Linked DNA regions of Ovis aries: region 1 is linked to region 2. Evidence: chromatin contacts called from public Hi-C data. All regions are on one chromosome and are shown on one strand. Each heading gives the region's core, a stretch centred on a gene start, on an enhancer-like site or on the middle of the called end of the contact. The rest is flanking DNA. Distances are from core to core; before and after follow the strand shown. Region 1 holds the start of SEC31B (SEC31 homolog B, COPII coat complex component). Region 2 holds the start of PKD2L1 (polycystin 2 like 1, transient receptor potential cation channel).

Region 1 (3,852 bases), core at 1,175-3,674, 150 kb before region 2:
GAAAACCTGTCCCATAAAGTATACATTCAGCATGGTCTGTGGAAGCAAGTCCATTCACGTTAGACAAGCAGTCCTTTAGAGGTGTGAAGACAGTGAAAGACGTTTATGAGATTAGGGAGTGGGTCTGCTGAAATGCCTTTTTTTTTTTTTTTTAATGTCTCTCTCAAGGTCTCCACTGCTTTTTTTGTCTTCATTCTCTGTCCTTTAGAACATTTGATAATTTAACAAATGTCTGTCTGCCTAATATATATGACACTGATAGGCCTTGGAGATATAAAGTTGAACAAGAAAATAATTGCCTTCAATGAGTTACCTAGAAAAGAAGACTTAGCATTTATAAGAAGGTGAAAAGAGTTTCTAAGATGTCCCAGTTGCAGGAAGAGTGTGTTTTTTGGTTTTTTTAAAATCATGTCCTACTTGAAACTAACCTTATACCTTTGGTTCAGATTTCTTTCAGAACACACACCTTGGCCTCATTCCCTCCTTTGAGGTGTTGTCTGAGGTTCAGTTTTCAATCCTGTTTCTTATCCACTGTTGTGCTGAGAAATTCACCAGTACCCTACATTCTTTTCTGCTCTGAGTTCAAAACTCCCATATCTATGTGAAAAGGAAATCTAGAGCTGTGTCACAAAGACAGGGCCCAGTCATAACCAGCTCACCATCTTGGGAGGTAGATTGGACTACAGTAGAATTCATGCATTAAAGTTTTGAATCAAAATAACTTAGATCCAAAATCTTCAGCTGCCTGTAGAACATTTTATTTGGAAATGCCATAATTCCTTCAATCAATAGATATATATGATCACAGATACCCCTGCCAACTGTTTACCTGTATCAGTCACAAGAGCCTGTTCAGCTATTACAATCCGTTAATCCAAGAGTTCATCACCTGTACCTGAATTGTTCTGTTAGCCTCCTAATTTGATTCCCTGCCTCCAGCTCTGTTCTCTCTGCAAGGGGATCCAGATCACTAGTGATATAATCTTACTGCATGTTGTTCAGTCACTAAGTTGTTTCCGACTCTCGCAACCCCTTGGGCTACAGTCTGCCAGCCTCCTCTATCCATCGTATTTTCCAGGCAAGAAAATAGTGGAGTGGGTTGCCTTTTGCTTCTCCAGGGGATCTTCCCAACTCAGGATCAAACCAGAGTCTCCTGCATTAACAGGCAGCTTTTTTACCCCTGAGCTACCACATCTACTTATAATTTTCAGTAACTCCCAATTACCTGCAGAGTGGAATTAGTATTCCACAATCTGTAATTGTGGGAATCTGGGAATTCCCAGTTCCCCAATTGTAGCCACTTTCATTCACAGTATCAGTCTGTTGGGCCCCTTTCTCCTTGTTGGGACATCACCTATCTTCTTGAAACTTCAACGTGTTAACACCTGTCTGGTCTCTGATACCTTCTGGGTAGCCCCTGGTCTCAGAGAAGGCAATGGCAACCTACCCTGGTACTCTTGCCTGGAAAATCCCATGGACGGAGGAACCTGGTAGGCTGAAGTTCATGGGGTCGTGAGGAGTTGGACAGGACTGAGCGACTTCACTTTCCCTTTTCACTTTCATGCATTGGAGAAGGCAATGGCACCCCACTCCAGTACTCTTGCCTGGAAAATCCCATGGACGGAGGGGCCTGGTGGGCTGCAGTCCATGGTGTCGCTAAGAGTCGGACACGACTGAGCGACTTAGCAGCAGCAGCCAGTGTTCTTGTCTGGAGAATCCCAGGGACGGGGGTGCCTGATGGGCTGCCGTCTATGTTGTCGCACAGAGTCGGACACGACTGAAGCGACTTAGCAGCAGCAGCAGCCCCTGGTCTACGGTACCTCGCTCTCCGCCCATCTACAGCCCTGAATTAGTTCAACCAACGTTTGGGAGCACCAGTTTTTGGTCCGCCTCACAAAGTCACTCTGCTATTAAGGCCTATGCGGGCTAAGTTGTTTCAGTCGTGTCCGATTCCTTGTGACCCTATGGACTGTAGCCCGCTGGGTGCTTCTGTCCACAGGATACTGGAGTGGGTTGCTATGCTCTTCTCCAGGGACTCTTCCCAACCCAGAGAAGGAAGCCGCGTCTCTTACGTCTTCTGCATTGGTAGGCGGGTTATCGCCAGCTCCACCTGGCCTAGATTGCTTTTCACCTTTTCAGCTAAGTGGATTCCACAGAGCGCTCCTGGAGCTAGGACCAGGTCTTTTCCGCTTAATTAGTATTTTCCCTTTTCAGAGGGAAAAGACACCAAAACTTTAACAGTCGCGGGATCTGACCCACTGCGAATCACAGGACAGGTGAGGGAAGCCCCACTAAAAGCTATATTTCCACGAGGGAACATTCTCCGCGGGTTGTCCAGGTCCTGGGCCTGGCGTCGAGCGGCGCCTGTGGGCGGCGGCGCCCGCGGCCTGGACTACTTTTGGCCCTTTGCAGCCGCCGTCGACAGCGCCCGCGGAGCTCCAAAGCCCTGAGGGAACCGGCTCCCGACTCCAGCTCTGCGGCGCCGGACCCTTGAGTTGGGCTTTCCGCGCAGGTTGGTTTTCCCCGCCTATCCCGGGGCTCCTGAGAGCAGAAGGCGCGCCGAGGAACCAGAGCGCGGTCCCTCTCGCAGGAGTGCCGGGGGGCGCTCGCCCTCGGCGGAGACCCCTGCTGGTCAGGCTCCCGCCCGGGGGCTCCGGCCGGTGTGCCTCTCAGGGGAACCCCACGATGTCCGCCCTGCTCTCGGACTGCCGCCTGCTCACTCTCCCTGCGGCGCCCGGGCCCCGCAGCCCGACGACGATCTCTCTCCAGCGCTGCCCTCGCGCCTCCCTCAGCAGCCCTGGGCCCTGACCTGTCCGGGGCCCAGAGCCGGCCGCGGGTCTGTGCGTCCCGCCCGGGCGACAACGCCCGTCGGTGCTGACGCCGGTGAGCCGCGGGGAAGGCCGACCGTCCTCCAGAGGGAGTGGACAGCTAAGGAAAGCTGGCTTTCCCCCTTCACTGCACCAGTGTGCCCAGCTCTTGGTTGCCTGATCATAGCTCTTCCCACCTTTGACGCTTCCAGGCCCCGCCATTCTGACCGTATCGGGGACCATTTTTGCCATCATGACAAGCCTATCTTCTCAATTTGTAGGCTGTCTGGGATTTAAACACTATGGAGTTTACTTTAGACTGGTATATTGGTTAAAAGCAACGGGCTCTGAAGGCTGGTTGGGGTTCACAGCTTGGCCTAGCCAGTTTTCTTTCCTGTAAAATGGAGATAGTAACTACTGACCACACGGAACCACTGTTAGAATTAAATGGGAGGTACACGTTAAGTGCACTGAGCTAATTGTAGCTCCCACTTAAGAGACTTTTCTCCAGAAACGTGAAAATGATCTTGACCAGCAGGTGGCACTGGTGACCGTATGGTATGATGTGCAATCTCGTCAGAGGAGTCCTGTTGTAGCCTCAAGTGTTTAGAGGTGTCCGGGAAGTCTTGGTTGAGTTGGCAGCCCTAAGCTTTCTTCAAGCTGGACAGTACATTTGAGATTAAGTAATAAAACTTTTGATTTTGTGACGCACAGAGTCGGACACGACTGAAGTGACTTAGCAGCAGCAGCTGCTTTGCTAGCCTGTTGGAATGGCATCTTGAGTATATGTTAGAATTGGTTTGGAAACCCGAGTTAAAATAGATGTCTGCACTCATTCATAAAATATTATCAAACACTGACTGTGCTAGACATTGTTCTGATACTAGGTATAACATGGTGAACAAAGCAGACAGCAGCAGCTTTCATGGAGTTTGCTTATTAGTGTACAACACCAACAATGTAGATGTAAATGAATATACAGTTACAAATTGCTAAGAAGCAAAAAATACTATTTTGGATTGGATGACTCACCTCCTTGAGGAGG
Region 2 (3,950 bases), core at 419-2,918:
AAACTCATGTCTTTTTTTTTTTTTTTAAATTACAGTTTGCTGGCCCTAATAGCCTACTGCTTCAATATTTGTGGCCTCTTTCTGGACTGGGTTCCCATTTAGCTATGACTTTTCTGGTTCCCCTTTGGGATACAAATGTGTACTCAGGACTTGCTGTCCTGGTTCCTGGGCTGGACACAAAGTAGACAATCACTACTGGGTGAGGTTCATTTCTAGGTTGCAGGTAGTTGCAAGGGACAGCCTACAGGCAGAACTCACCAGAACTGCTGAGTCTCTTCACCTGGCCTCTATCCTTTCTTGACCTCTACCAGCGGTGAGGAGGTTCTGTGCCCTTGCTCTTTCATTTTAGCCTTCAGGAGCTGGCAGCTGAACTCTCCCCCATAATTGTGCTCTTGCATTTACCTGACCTCTGACTTACAGGGATTCTTAAGAAAAGGGAGGAAAAAAAAAAAAAAGAAAAGGGAGGACAGTTCAGAGGACTTTCCCACCTCTTCCCACTGCTGAGAAGGCAAAGATTTTCCCCACCCACATGACAAGAAAGAGCATGACCCCACCCAGGCAAGCAGGTCGCTATCAGGAGAGAGAGAGATACTTCTGGGACATAGAGGTGCTTCTCAGCTTGGCATCAGCTCTTCCCCTTGTGTGAAGGCCTCTCTTCAGTGACCTGGCCTCTCCGAGCTTGGCTTTGGGTGTCCCACACTAAGCAGCCCAGTGGGAGGGCAGTAGGCTTCCATGGGAGGCCATGATCCTCCTGGAGGGGGAGTCCTTCAGGTGTTGGGGTGGGGAGAGTGGCCCAAGCCCAAAGCTTTCAGGAAGAAGCAGACTTGTGAGGCAAGTTTCCTTCTCCCTTTTTCACCTCCTATGACTGTGAGTCATTCTTGGCTACAGAACCAGCTGCCACATTGTCAGGACAGTCCCTCTGTGGACTCCACATGGCCAGGGGAAAGGTTTTGAAATGTAGGGGCTGTACGTTGCATGCTGGTGATTTTGTCGGTTTATGAGTGTCTCTCTGCTTTCTGGATCCAGGGCGAAGCCTCCAGCGTCCTTGTTCTGAAGACCCGGGAGCCCTGGGTGTTAGGATACTGGCTCCCTGTTGCTTTGTAGCTGGCCACATCACAGCATAGTAGGTTTCAGCTTTCTTTCCCTTTGTGTAGTAGGCAGTGGGGTGACACAGTGGATAACCCCGCTTGGGAAATAAGCCAACACTTGAGAATATGGAAAATAACAAGATTCCAGAACCGGTTCCTTGCGTCAGGAAGATCCCCTGAGGAGGAGATGGCATGCAGTGGCAACCCATTCCGGGATTCTTGCCTGGAGAATCCCATGCACAGAGGAGCCTGGTGGGCTGCAGTCCATGGGGCCACAAAGAGTCGCACGTGACAGCGCACGCACACATAGGCAGAGACAATACATTTCCTTGACCTAACGGCCTACCCGATGATGATAGTAATTAGGCTCATTTCCTCCCCAGTGCCTGACAGGTACCCAAGGCTTCTCTTCAGCCCCTCAGATCCTGAGATTAAAGTGTCTGCTTGCTCAAACAAGCACGTTGAGACAAGGTGTGATCCAGCCCGCCCCACGTCACTGTCCTTCCATACTGCCCATGACCTTGTGACATCAGGGCAAGAGGCCAGAGCTGTGCAGACTGTCATCACCCCCCTGACCTCAAGATTTTCCGTGGGACCTGGCAATGTGGAGAACGGCTGGAAGTCAGCACCCGCATCTGGCCTGGGGCTGTCCCTGGCCTGTTCTCTGTGCAGAGACAAGAGGTAGGACCCTCCTGGGCTACGGGCTCCTTCCTGTCTCATGGTCCAAGCTGAGTCACAGACAGCCAGGAGAGCTAGCATCAGTGAGCTCCCTTCCTCCTGCCCAGAGGAGTGGGGACCAGGCTGGTCTGCATTCTGGGCACCCACTGGCTTCTGGGGGAGATTGAGTAAAACAAGGGGTGGAGACCCTGCACTTCCATAAATATATCAGCTCTTTCATTCAATGAATATGGAGTGCCACATGGTTCCAGGCACAGTGGCAAGTGCTTAAGTCATAAGGAGATCCTGACCTTGGGCAACTCACCGTAGTAGTAGAGATCCTTATAACTCTGGATGACGGTGTTTAGCACAGGGTGCTATGGACTCCAGGGAGAGGCACATACCAGACCAGCTTGGGAGAATCAGGGGAGACTTCCTGGAGGAGGTGGCAGTGTTGAGTCTCAAGGTACCAAGGGATGGATGTGGAGAAGGGCAGTTGACAAGTTTAGAGGCCCAGAAGAGGAAGAGAGATTCAAAACTGACACTCTGCTGATTAGGACCTGAAATACGCTCCTTCAAGGACCCAGGCCAGAGAGATGGTGCAAGGTCTTGTGCTGTGTGACCCTAGTTGAGGAGAGGTTGGGGCGCTTTTCCAGCCAGCTCCCTGTTTGACTGTGTGTCTGTGTGTCTACACCATCCCCAGAGCTGTGATCTACCTCGCCGCAGCCCTCCTTCCCCAGATTTTCCCGTCAGGCCGAGAACAGCAGTGTGTAAGTGTGCATGCCTGTGTGTACGCACATACAGCCATATGCAGCTCGTGTCCCCAGTGGGGGGTTGTGGGGGAGATTTGGCGCCTCTACCAACTAATTCCTGCCTATCTCTGGGAACTGGGCCTATGTCTGCAGATCAGAGTGAATGCTACTGGGTGCAGTTAATGGGAAGAGTGTGGGACCAGGGGCTAACAGTCTGGGCATGCGAGACTTGGGGACAAAGGTCTTCTTAGGATGAGGTCCAGGCTGGTGATCTCACTGACACCCTGGGGAGGTGACACCCAGGGACAGATCATGGGACTGGGGCCAGGCTGGCAGTTTCTGTGGTGGCCTGACTTTTCACCAGGGCTCTTACCCCAGCCAGGGAAGGTATCCCCTACGTGAGCATTTCATCTGTGGTGGGCAGCAAGAAGGACAGGCCCAGGGCCTCCAATAACAAATACATGAGCTGGAAGGAAAGCCTTTCTTGCCCTGACTCTGTTCTGCGCTGAATGGAGAAGAGAGCGCCTGCCCCAGCCTTGCTTTTGTGGTCAGAGAGAGGTATACCCCGCTTGCTTCGTATAGTGGCTAAGGGGGAGTCTCACTGTCTTCCAGAATTCCAAATCAATTTTCCCTCTCTCCTACAGGTGGAAGGTTAGAGGACTTAACCATTCCATGCCCTCAGCCCCTCTCTTTTGTATCTCTCCCTCCCTCCTTGTTGTTCCCTGCAGGCCCCTACCTGAACCCAGCCCCCATGAGGCACCCTCTCCCCAGCTGATCCAGCCTCTAGCCTCCACAGGCGGTTGGCCTGCTCTCCCCTGCCCTTCCCTTTGCCCGATTGTAACCCCTTCCACAGCTGATGTCACCCCGCTTTGCACTGACACAGCAGTTGAGCTGGGTACAGCAGGGCTGCACGGGCCAGAGGGCAGCTGTCTGTGTCCCAAGTCAGGCTTCCCTCAGTGCTTCCCCCGCAGCCTCTCCCTCTGAGCCAGTGTATCCACCTGAGGACTGAGTGTTGACCGAGCCTTCACAGTGCCCAGCTGACTGTTAGTTCTGTTGTGCAGGGGTAGTGGTGGTGGGTGGGGAGCTGGTGGAGAACGCAGCCAGGCTCCAAAGCTGCCCCCGGGGAGCTCGCAGCTTTCCAAAGGGAACAGGACAAAGTACAACGGCCAGCTGGGCAGGGTGGCATCTAATGGCAGCGGGGCATAAGCGTTGCATATGAAGCGGGGGATGGGCTCAGGAGAGGCTCCTGACCGAAGCGCCCCTAGGATTGGTTAGAGGAGAGAATGGGCCGGAGACAAACTCATTTAGCAAGTTTTTGAGCATCTATTCCTGTGCACTGGCCTGGGTGCTTTGACAAGCTACTAATATTTGTTGATATATTTAGCCTATTTCACAAGGCTCAGAAAGGAGTACCAGTCTGGGGCTATTAGGGTGGGGGTGATGTGGTGGGGAA

What was found. A called contact is a pair of places that touch in the nucleus more often than the background predicts.
Region 1: a contact with region 2 is called in a Hi-C map of tail adipose tissue, with 2.8 times the contacts expected there. The contact joins the promoter of SEC31B here to the promoter of PKD2L1 in region 2. A contact is called at or near these places in 5 of 16 Hi-C or Micro-C datasets (blood, hypothalamus, omental adipose tissue and 2 more).

The regions. Positions count from the first base shown.
Region 1 is chr22:21,170,527-21,174,378 of ARS-UI_Ramb_v3.0, reverse strand. SEC31B (SEC31 homolog B, COPII coat complex component) reads left to right here and starts at 2,424. Exons shown (of 24, transcript XM_060405131.1): 1 at 2,424-2,512.
Region 2 is chr22:21,016,743-21,020,692 of ARS-UI_Ramb_v3.0, reverse strand. PKD2L1 (polycystin 2 like 1, transient receptor potential cation channel) reads left to right here and starts at 1,668. Exons shown (of 18, transcript XM_060405122.1): 1 at 1,668-1,769.